Regions from separate parts of the Mus musculus genome. Here region 2 is linked to region 1. The links are chromatin contacts, called in public Hi-C maps. All regions are on one chromosome and are shown on one strand. The core of a region is the stretch at or near the end of the contact, and the rest is flanking DNA. Distances in the headings are between cores, read along the strand shown.

The links. A called contact is a pair of places that touch in the nucleus more often than the background predicts.
Region 2: a contact with region 1 is called in a Hi-C map of the HPC-7 cell line, with 2.2 times the contacts expected there. The contact joins two enhancer-like sites. A contact is called at or near these places in 2 of 484 Hi-C or Micro-C datasets (the G1E-ER4 cell line and the HPC-7 cell line).

Annotation. Positions count from the first base shown.
Region 1 is chr6:143,365,425-143,370,369 of GRCm38.p6, forward strand. No RefSeq gene overlaps it. Among named protein-coding and RNA genes, the nearest start is that of Gm31427, 85 kb to the right of the region's middle. Within about 2 kb of position 2,622, at least 17 of the 459 cell types and tissues checked have an H3K27ac peak or open chromatin away from gene starts, as enhancers often do. A contact at or near this core is called in the HPC-7 cell line, where this site is marked.
Region 2 is chr6:143,829,032-143,834,759 of GRCm38.p6, forward strand. Sox5 (SRY (sex determining region Y)-box 5) reads right to left here. Exons shown (of 15, transcript NM_011444.3): 15 at 1-4,536. The coding sequence ends at 4,233. Among named protein-coding and RNA genes, the nearest start is that of Gm52484, 62 kb to the right of the region's middle. Within about 2 kb of position 4,245, at least 12 of the 459 cell types and tissues checked have an H3K27ac peak or open chromatin away from gene starts, as enhancers often do. A contact at or near this core is called in the HPC-7 cell line, where this site is marked.

The DNA.
Region 1 (4,945 bases), core at 1,372-3,871:
TTGGGGATGGGGGTGGGGTGGGGATGAGGGTGGGGGCAATACTTCTTTGCCAGCAGGAGGATTGGAGTTTGTATTCCCAGCATCCATAAAAATGCCAGTTGGGTGTGGTTAGTCTGTAATTCTAGTGATTGGGAAATAGTGACAAGGGACCCCCCAGGACATTCTGGTAAGGGAGATCAGCTGAATTGGTGAGCTCTGGGTTCAAGTGAGAGACCCTACTTCAAGATATAAGGTGGAGAGCAATGTCAGCCTCTGGCCTCCACATGCACATGCATACACAAAGATGTGCATTCCCATACACACACACACACACACACACACACACACACACACACACACACACACACACACACACTCACACACACCATCCACAAACAGAACATCCATGAGATTTCTTCAGCTGTAGTTTTTACAAGCAGTATCTGTGAGTGCCTCTGTAGTCTGGCTTGCAAGGGCTCATGAACACAGTGGCTTGATTCTGCACTAGACATGGCTTCCCATTGTGCATTTCCAGAAGTCCAATGAAACTAAAATCTGGTGATAGCAGTGTGGGAGACTATGCAAACACCAGGGCTGGCTGAGTAACAACTGAGTGTGGCAAGAAGGAAATCGGGTTCAGCATGACTCAGCACGACTCAGCATGACTCAGCACGACTCAGCACGACTCAGCATGACTCAGCACGACTCAGCATGACTCAGCATGACTCAGTCAAGGGTGTTGGTTCCAACTTGTAGAGCCTGACCCCTGACAGCTTACTTTAGACAAATGTAAGTACAAGTTTGGAAAAAAGGTTGACTACATGGAAACTCTTCTGCAGAGTTATATGTGACCTCTTCCATAAGAATGGGTTCTACAGCTCATGGGCCTAGGAGAGGATCTGGTGTGGTCTAGGTCATCAAGCTATAAAGTCTTTGTGACATCTCACCTAAGAATTTCTCTGGACTGAGACACAATGCTCAATATAAAGACCTAGAGAGGAAAGGTCTGGGTTAAATATAATAGTCTGTGGGATTAGGGTGTGGCCCTACAGACAACCAGAGTATTAACCACCATGATGGTGGTTATATATCCCAGCCCAGTGAAGAAACAAGTCTGTGTGTGTAATGTTCCTGGTATCCCTGGTGCTTATGTGTGAGCACAGGGACCCTGAGCCTTCCGCAACAGCAGGAATTCAGTGTCCTTATTTTTCTGTTTCTTTTTCTTTATTTTTTTCATATAACATGTTTGATCATATTCCTGGTCCTCCCCCAATTCCTCTCATATCCTTTCTACATCCCAACCCATACAACTTGATGTTCTTTCTCTCTCTTTCTTTTTCAAAACAAAAATAAATTATAAAATCAAAACAAACTAGCAGAAAAATCAATAAGACAAAACAAAACAGAGAATCCATTTGTGTGTGTGTGTGTGTTTGTGTATGTGTGTGCATTGACCAGCTACCCTTGAGCCCCCAGCTTGCCCTGGATAGTGGTTGCTATCCCGTTGGTGAAAACTAGTAGTCCTTTGCCCAGAAGGTATCAACTGTTGTAAATTTCTCCTTGGTTATGGGTAGAACTTTGTGTTTATTTTCTCTCCTTAATTCTGGAATTTTCTTTGGTTTGAACCTGGGTTGGTCTTACATGTGCTGTTGCAGTCTCGGTGAGTTCATGTATTACTTTTGTGCTTCAAAAGTACTTCAGTACTTTTGGCAAAAGCTTTTACAGTTTTATTTGTATAGGATATGGCAGGGCCTTTTGTGGCCATGACCGTGGTCTCAGTGCTAAGGGTCTGCAGAGATCTACCCCTGAGACATTTTTGGGCTTGCTGCTTGGTTGTTTACATTCCTCGAGGTATAGGCTTTAGAAGACAGACAACTTATCTACATTGTGGGGACATGCATGGATGGCTTGTGGCTTTGGTATCCCTTGGTGTAGAGCTTCAGAGAATGGACAGAGGAAATATTAATGCTACCAGGTAGTGTGGTTGTTGGTACCATAGTACTGGAGATGCAGAACATGGATGTGACCTTCCCTCGATCTCATGGGGTGAGTGTGAGTGATAGCGTAGCATCAGTGACAAGTCTGGGCTGCGGAGAAACCCTTTTCTTGAAGCACAACAAGTGTGATGCTGACAGCCGTGCCTTGGGGGTTTAGGATACAGATGAGACCCCTGGATGCTCCCAAGGGACAGGATTTGGATTTCCCATGGAGCAGGTTTATGCCTGTGGCAGCTGCTGGTCTTGCTGCTGGGTGTTGAGTGGCTAGCCTTCCATTCTCAGGCCTGAGGCTTCTGATAGTGTCCTTGACGAATCTATTAGCCTCCCCTCTGTGTCAGGGTGACAAAGAGGTGGCAGTTGTATTAATAGCAACTGGGCTTCTGGGGGCATTGAGAGGGCTCAGCCTGAGTTCCTTTTCTGTAGCAGGGCTGTCACTTCAACTCTAACCAGCTAGCAGAGCGGATTTAAAGCTTGTGGGAGTCTGTGGACATCTCTAGTTGGGATGGCCAGTCTACTGCTCTGCTGGAGATGCCTGGTATTTTCTAGCTTCTCTTTGGCCAGCTGGACCCATCCTGTCATCAGCAGCTCAGGAAGCTGGGGCTTCAGTTGCAATTTGCTTTGTTCTTGGGTCTCAGCTGCCTGTCAGAATCAAGCTGTTCATTATTCCTGACACTTCCTTGTTCTCTGTGGCAGAGGATACTCAGGGCACTGCTCTGCAGCCATCTTCTACAGAATACGCACCAAAGTGAAGTAAGCCCACACACAGGCGGGCAGAGACTTTGTGATGTCATGATATGCAAGAAAAATTGATTCCCTAGGAGCTGAATGGGGTTAGCAGAGGCTGGGATGGGGAGGAGGGTGGTCTGCAAGTTACCAGAGAGAAGGTCTGAAGGAAGGCGGAAGGAAAGAAGAGCTTTGAGATGTGTAGCACTGTCAAGTGACTACAGTCAAGATGATGGACAGCAAAACTCCAGTGTATCACCCAACAAATGTCAAGGAAGATGATGGACACATTGATGATGCTTGATTTAATTACTCTGCACTGTGTACACACATCAAATGCCACATTGTTCTCCATGCATTTCAAGTTTATGATTTGTCAATTAGAACACTGTAAGTAAAAATGTAGTAAAAACAAGTAAATCAATCATAAAAAAGCAAAGGATCGGAGCAGATGCATACTCAGAAAGTTATCCAAGTCGTCAACAAACTCGTGGGAAAGATACCGGGTTTCACCTTGCGCCCAGCCTGTTAAAGGCAGAAGGTTCCACGAGTCACAGGGGATTTGGAGAAATGAAAACTTTTGATCCGGGTGTGGTGGCTCGTGCTTACAACCCCAGTGCTTAGGATGGTGAGACGGGACGATTGCCATAGTGTGAGGTCAGCTTGGAATACACAGTGATGCCTTGTCTCAAAACAACAATGTCAACAACGGCCAAACTAAAACAAGCAAAGCGAATCAGACAAACAAAAGGCTCAGACAGAAGGCTGCCTGTTTTGTAAAATGTTAGGTTTCTGTCAACTTGACATGGGCCAGGGCCTTCTGGGTAAACGGGACTTCAGTTGGGAAAGTGTGTCCATCAAATTGGCCCACAGGCAGACAAGTCAGTAATTGATATGGGAGGGCCCTGGAGTGTCTATGAAAGCAAACGGAGCAAAACCACAAGGGCTTACCAGTAGGAACATTTTTCTGAGGCCTCTGCTTCCGTCCCTCCTTCCAGATTCCCACCCAAACTTCCTCCGTGATGGAGAGTGAGAGAGTTGTGAGATAAAATAAGCCCTTTTCTTCCTTCCCAAGTTGCTTTTGGTCATGATGTTTACCACAGCAATAGGAACATCAACTAGGGTACCCAGACATGCCACAGAAATACATATGCATTGAATTTGTTTGTAAATGTTTATATCAGCACTGTTTATAACCCTACCCAAGAAGAAAACAACTTATATGCCTATCAAAGATGACTGCCTAAATACCACGTGCTACAGATTCAGCCATAAAAAGAATTGTAGTAGGAAATATTTAATCTCAATTTGGGGGTTTCTACCACACCTTTGATCATTCAGTTTTCAGATAAAAGACACACAACCTTTATGTTTATAATAAGCCTTAATCAGCACTAGAGCTGGGCAGCTATTAGAATCTACTTCCCCATCAATAACCCTGAATTACAACTTGCTATATTCTATCTGAGCTTCTCTTACCTCCAATCGGCCAGCCCTCATGGCCTTGTTTTCATAACTCACATACCCCTTGGTGTCTCTCCTCTCTCTGCTTTCTTCCTTCTCATCCTTATGGTCTGTCCTCAGATCCCCAGCCCAGGGACCCAACTCTACCTGTCTCTCATCTGCCCAGCTATAGGCTGTAGACATCTTAATTCTCCAATCAGGGATAACTTGGAGCGCAGTTTACATAGCATCACTTGTGAACGGGCAGATTCTCTTATCTCTTGGGGCTGCCAGGCCTTGGGGGCTAATGTCTAGCATTATACAGCAAATGACCAAACCTCAACAAGGAGTGAAGTATACACACACACCAGAGTAAGAAATGAACACGGAGAATCCTAACTGAGTGAAAACAGCCAGGCTTGAAACCCCAAGTTAGTGCTCCAGGGCTGGGAAAGCCGCCCACGTATGCCACAGCTGTCTAGAGACTTCGAGCGTGCAGGTTGCACACGGAGGGAGAGTAAGGACTGGATGCTAAGAGATAGGGGAATCCTCTTTTTGGGGAGAGTTAAAAATTGTCAAATTAGATAACAGAGGTAAAGATACAAACAGGTGAGATAATATGCAATTATATATCGACAAATCAGTTTAAATGTAATATAGGTAAAAGAGCAGGGTCCTGTGATAGGCATTTTCTTTCAAATCTCCTGGTTTTTAAAATATTTGTTGTATATGCTTGTGTTATGCATGTATATGTGTGTGTGTGTACGCATGTGCATGTTTGTGACTCATGGTGCACATGTGGA
Region 2 (5,728 bases), core at 2,995-5,494, 470 kb after region 1:
AACCTGGCTACAGAAATGTCTCTGCCCTAAGAGGCAATGAAATAGATCAGCCACTTTAAGTAGCTTTCGTATTTCTTCCTTGCAAACCTCATAAAGTTTTATTTCACTATTAATTTGATAGACAAATATTTTTATAAACCTGTTTGTAAATATACAGTTATTACAATTCAATAGTTTACCCTTTAGAGTAAGGATGGTATAGTTTATTCCTTGTGTTTTTACGTGAGACAGAAGGGATGCCTCTGAGGACACGGTCAGCTTCTGCATTATGGAAATGTCTGAAAGCACACCACGGAATGGGAAAGATAATCTCCTTCAAGCAAACTAAGGTAGATTGTACTTTAGAAATCAAACATATGAAGTGGCTTCATCATAGAACACTTAATGCTTTCATATTCATACCCCATGGGAAGATTTGGTTCCAACCATGATACGTATGTTCACTGGGAGGGGTTTTACACAAAGGTAGTTCTTAGCTAGAAGCAAATGAACTTTCAGAGTTCACTTGACTACTTTGGGTAAAATTACACTGAAGTGTGTGTAATTTTTCTCCTGTTTGTAATAACTAGCCAAATTATCATTGACTTACAAAGGGCTTTAACCCATTTTCTTCTCTGAATATTTTTCTTAGATTTATATCAAATGTGACTAGCTTTAGAGGTTCCCATAACAAATGTAAAAACGAAGAAATTATCAATATTACTCTTCAGTTTTGGTATAAATGTGTGTGAAAGGGAAGATGGGGAAGCGGTAGAAAGACAGATGGGCATGACTTAAACCTATAAGCTGAGGAGAGGGAAGGGGGGAGGGCTGTTGACTGCTAACTTTCATCTTTCCACTTTATGTTATGTCCTCTGCCATATCTTACTTGGCCTCTGCGTGCCATAGAACGAATGTAAAGCTATCAGATCCTCTACCTAAAAGCATCACCTAACCAATGGAGCAAGGGCATTGTGTTGTTATCGTTAAGTCGCTATTTACAGCAGCTTTCCCCCAAGTGACCTATGTGTACTTTAGCCATGAGTAGAATTACCTTTGCTGTTGTTGTCCCCTAGGGAAAACTCTTGGGCAAAGCAGAGCCAACATGTGCTGAAGAAAATGTCCAGACAGAGAATGGCATGTCATTATGGGCTTGCTTTGTGGTTTTGTCTGGGCACAGTTCAGTTATGAACATAAACTCAACTCAACTGGAGAGTTTCAGCAGCTACAGGTTACCATGCACAGTTTCAGTTTCCCTCAAATAAATCAAAAGCAAACCAGAGAGTGAGTTTGCTCTGATTCACTGCTGTTTTGGCCTTGGATGCCTGTCAGCAGCATCTACCTGGAGCTAAAACAAAGTGTTCTTGTTGCCCAAGGTCAGGAAATGAAAACCAAGCTTGTCTCGAATGTGCTGTGAGACAGGGACCCAGCACATGAGAGTGGAGAACCCACATCAGTCAGGAGAAATTTGTTAAGACGCAGAGAAACTTTTTTTTTTTAATAAATCTGTTTTCACATTGTATGCGTTATAATTGTATAAAAACAAGTGTCTTTTTTTTCTTATTCAGAGTGTTTCGAAACAAAACAAACAAAAACAAAAACTGGCTCTAGATAATTGGTAATTAAATAACTAAGATGAGAGGAAAGAGCATAAGTTAATTAAGATTGAACATGACATTCCTCTTAATTCACCGCTTCATATGAAATACCAGAACCAATGCTACCGGGGCTAAAACTGTTAACACAGAGCAAGTTACGGGTGGAGAAGCAAGTATTTGTGTGTACGTACACATACAGACGTGTGTCTATGTGTGTATGTGTGTATGAGTTAGAAATAGAAATTAGTTTTAAATACCTAACAGCTTCCAAATCCAAAGCAGAATAAAATAGGGAGAAATAAAATAAATTATACATAATTTACTAATCTGGGAACAGCTGACTGTTATTATTATTACTATTATTATTATTATTTAATCATAATTTTACACTAGCAAAAAGAGGCAATTCAAATGAAAATACAGTCATTAGAAAAAAACAAAAACAAAAACAAAATCCCATGAACAGAAAACCTCTGACATGCAGGTGTGATGGGCTCCTCCGAGCAAAACCTCAAAGCAAGACCTTCTGAGCGAGAAAAAAACAGAAAGGAGTTTTGTTTTCCTCCTCCTCCTCCTCCTCCTCCTCCTCCTCCTCCTCCTCCTCCTCCTCCTCCTCCTCCTCTTCCTCCTCCTCCTTCTCCTCTTTTACTTATTTATGTATGGAAAACAAACTTGAGGGTGGCATTTGGCAACATGAGAGGACTGGAACACAGGAACACAACTACGCCCCTGGCTGAGGTGCTCTCTCCGTTTAAACACAGTTGGGAGGGTCCCGAAGTGGCTGCAGTTGTCTGCCTACCACTGCCTTGACCTTTTGGTTGTCGATTGGAGTCATTGGTCCACTCATACTTGCTTATTGCTCTGAGCCTGCACTCTGCCAGCACCAGCAATTGATCTCTAGCAAGCTCAAATTACAGTGAAGGACCATTATACTGGTTAAGGGGTCTCTCTGTGCATCTAGGCTCCACTTTGTGGTGCTGCAGTGAAGTTTAACCAAATCCTGGTCCTTGGGGTATCAAATACACATGGCCCACACTTGTGAAATGCAAACAGTCTCTAACCTCGTTGCATGGAGAGACGAAAAGAAAATCTTATAAAACCATCAATTATGTTTCCTCGTCAGGAAAGGATGGAACATCGGAGACATAAGCTAATTCTGTATTTCTGGAAAATGGCAAATAGATTCAGTCAAAATCATGATTGCTTTGCTCAAAGTTTCAACAGGAAAAACACACACGCACACACGCACACACGGGTCACTAAGTAGCAAACATTAGAAAAAGCAAATTGTCCAGGGAGGAGGAGCCTCCAGAAGCTGGTAACTTCCATGCCTGCCATGCACGTGCCCGGGACACAGGGCCGCCAGGTCCACCCGACAATGAGCATACTAGAAATTGAAAAATAGAATTTCTGAGCTCTACACTTGGTCCCGTTGCCCCTGGAAGTGCAAAGTCAAGGTTGAGATTGCTTCTAAGCCCACTTGCTCGGGAGGGGTGGAATTCTATTCCCACATGGAGGGTGTTGCTCACAATGGCCTGACATTATTCCCCAATAGGAATGTATCTAATGTACCATGATTACACACATACATACACACACACACACACACACACACACACAGAAATCCAAGATCAGAAAATATTTTTTTCTCTAAATTTCTGTCTCTCTCTCTTTTCACCTGAGAACGGCACCTACAGTTTCCATTAAAAAGAAAAAGAAAAGAAAAAAAGTAGAAAACCAAAAACAAACAAAACAAAACAAAACGAAAAGCAGTCTCACCAGTTGCTGGTGTGTCAGCTCTTTTCAGGGACTGTCTAAAGGTTTAACACTGTCCTAACGGAAGAAGGGACGAGAAGAAAGGAGGGGACAAGCAAATGAAGATGGTGATCGCTTCGGGACGAATTTGGCACTTGCTCAAAGATATGGTGTCTCGTGCAAGGGTTAGGGGTCTCTAAGGAAAACGGTTGTTGACTCTGTTGTGTAGAAGCAATGAAGGCAAACACAGGCTCTTGTTTTCCTCTCTGCCCCCAGCCCCTCGCACATGCCTCCATCTTTAAAGCAGAGAGATAGAGGGTGGAGGGAACTGACCGCAGTCTTCCCCCTGTCTGTCAGGTGCAAGATAACAACCAAAAGGAAAAGAAAAGAGGAGCAAACCCAGAACCACCCTTCCTCCCCACTCCCCCCGCCCCCAAACAGAACAGAACAGAACAAAACTTATTTCTTTTTAAAAATTGTAGCACAGAACAACATAACACATTCACAAGCCACTTGTTGGCACTGTGTACCTGAGTGAGGATTTCTAATATAGAACAAACAGCCATAAAGTTTATTAAAAAAAAAAAAAGTTGACGGGTGAGACTTCAGTGCTGGGGTGTAGCAGCTGAGTTACTGGCACTGTTTAACCCATAGCTTATTTCGATCTCTTCTTCTTGATGACGTTTTTGCTTGTAATTTTTTTTCTTTCTTTCTTTCTTTCTTTTCTTTCCGAGCCTTTTGAGGCTGAGGTCTATTTGTCAGCTGATGTCCCAACTATATAAGACTAACAGTTAAAATAACAGTCAGTGTATGAGAGAGTTAATGTGCTTGGCCACTGGGAAGGATGAACCGGACAGGGCTTCTTCAAGTCCTCGGCTCACCACAGTCTGTTGGCCCTTATCAGTTGGCTTGTCCCGCAATGTGGTTTTCGCTGTCACTCCCATAATCCACATCCGGGTCCTCCTCCTCCTCATCGTACTCCTCGTAAATCTCTCCGTTGATGTCCTCAGCCTGGATCTCTTCCTTGATGTGGGGCTCCTCTCCCTTGGCGCCGTAAGTGCTCTGGATCACGGGCATCCCGGGCTCCGGGCTGCTGGACACGCTCGAGTGCTCGGAGGGCAGGTGAGGGGACGGCATTCCTGCCATGGCGATGGCGCTGGGGTATACAACTCCGGCCGTCGCGATGGGGATCTGTGCTTGTTGCCTGTCACAGAAAGAGAAGGTGAGTGTGCACGGGAGGTCTCGGCTTGACTGCCTCGGTACCGCCTCACTCGAACCGAACCAGCATTCGCCCAATTAGCCAACATGTTCATGTGACATCCTGTGCTGATTCTAGCGTCTTACCTGCCCGCATTGTGCTTCATAGATCCGGGGGCATTAAGAATTGCCATTTGATAATTGAGGTAGTCCTACTTTATTATTATTAGGGGAAAATGTGGCATAGGGGGGAAATAAGCAAATTTACCCAAGACCTTGACTCCCAGATCACTTTGGCTTCACTATGACCAGGAGGTGTCTGACTTTTGTTTTTCTCACAATGGAGCCTAAAGATAGTTCAAGTATAATGGGGACCAGAGTGGGGGGGGACCTCTAAACTATTTACAACTTTCAAAATAACATTATGAGTCCCTCAAACATGAGAAGGTAACATGTTATCCACCTACTGTGTGAAATGGTGTTAGCCCTTTGGGGGATCAGAGTCAGGGCTAGCCTCAGACAAACCACCTCAGAAATCACCTACGCCTGCTTCTATTGTCCCACTCCATGGACTCTCTAAATCCTTTAACCTGGGAACTCCACCTTCTCGGGTTTGTACTGGACCTTAGAGACAGATTTAGCTGGTCCTGTCAGGGTGAGTTCACAGACATTCATGTGGGCTTCCTTCTCTCAGTCTTTTGAAGATTTACTCTGGACTCCAGAAAAAGGCCCCACCCACCATGAACCTTGCATAGAGCACACTGGCTCTTTCAAAGGAATGGAGGGCGTGTGGCAGGTACCACCACTTTTCTTTTATTATCCATCCTCCTTCCGACTATAATCAGAATGGTGTTTGCTCTCCTAAGTTTGCTGGACGCCACTGTTTCCGGCATGAGTGACTTTATCCCTGCGTGTCTTGAGTTTCCCACAGTGTTACTATAGGCAGCACACAACATCACTGTGCGTGAACTCTCTATGGGAAGCAGAGGGAACATCCTCCGGGCAGGTTCAAGTTCAGATGGAACGCTCCTGTCCACAAACTTGCTGTGTCCTAAATCTAATTTCTACTATATGAGATATCCACACAGGAGTTGTGTGTTCATGCGTGTGGGTATATGTGTGGTGGGGGAGGGGTGGCTCAGCAAATCCACAGAAACCTGTGATTCAACTGGAATCCCTCTTAGGTTGTGTTATCTCAA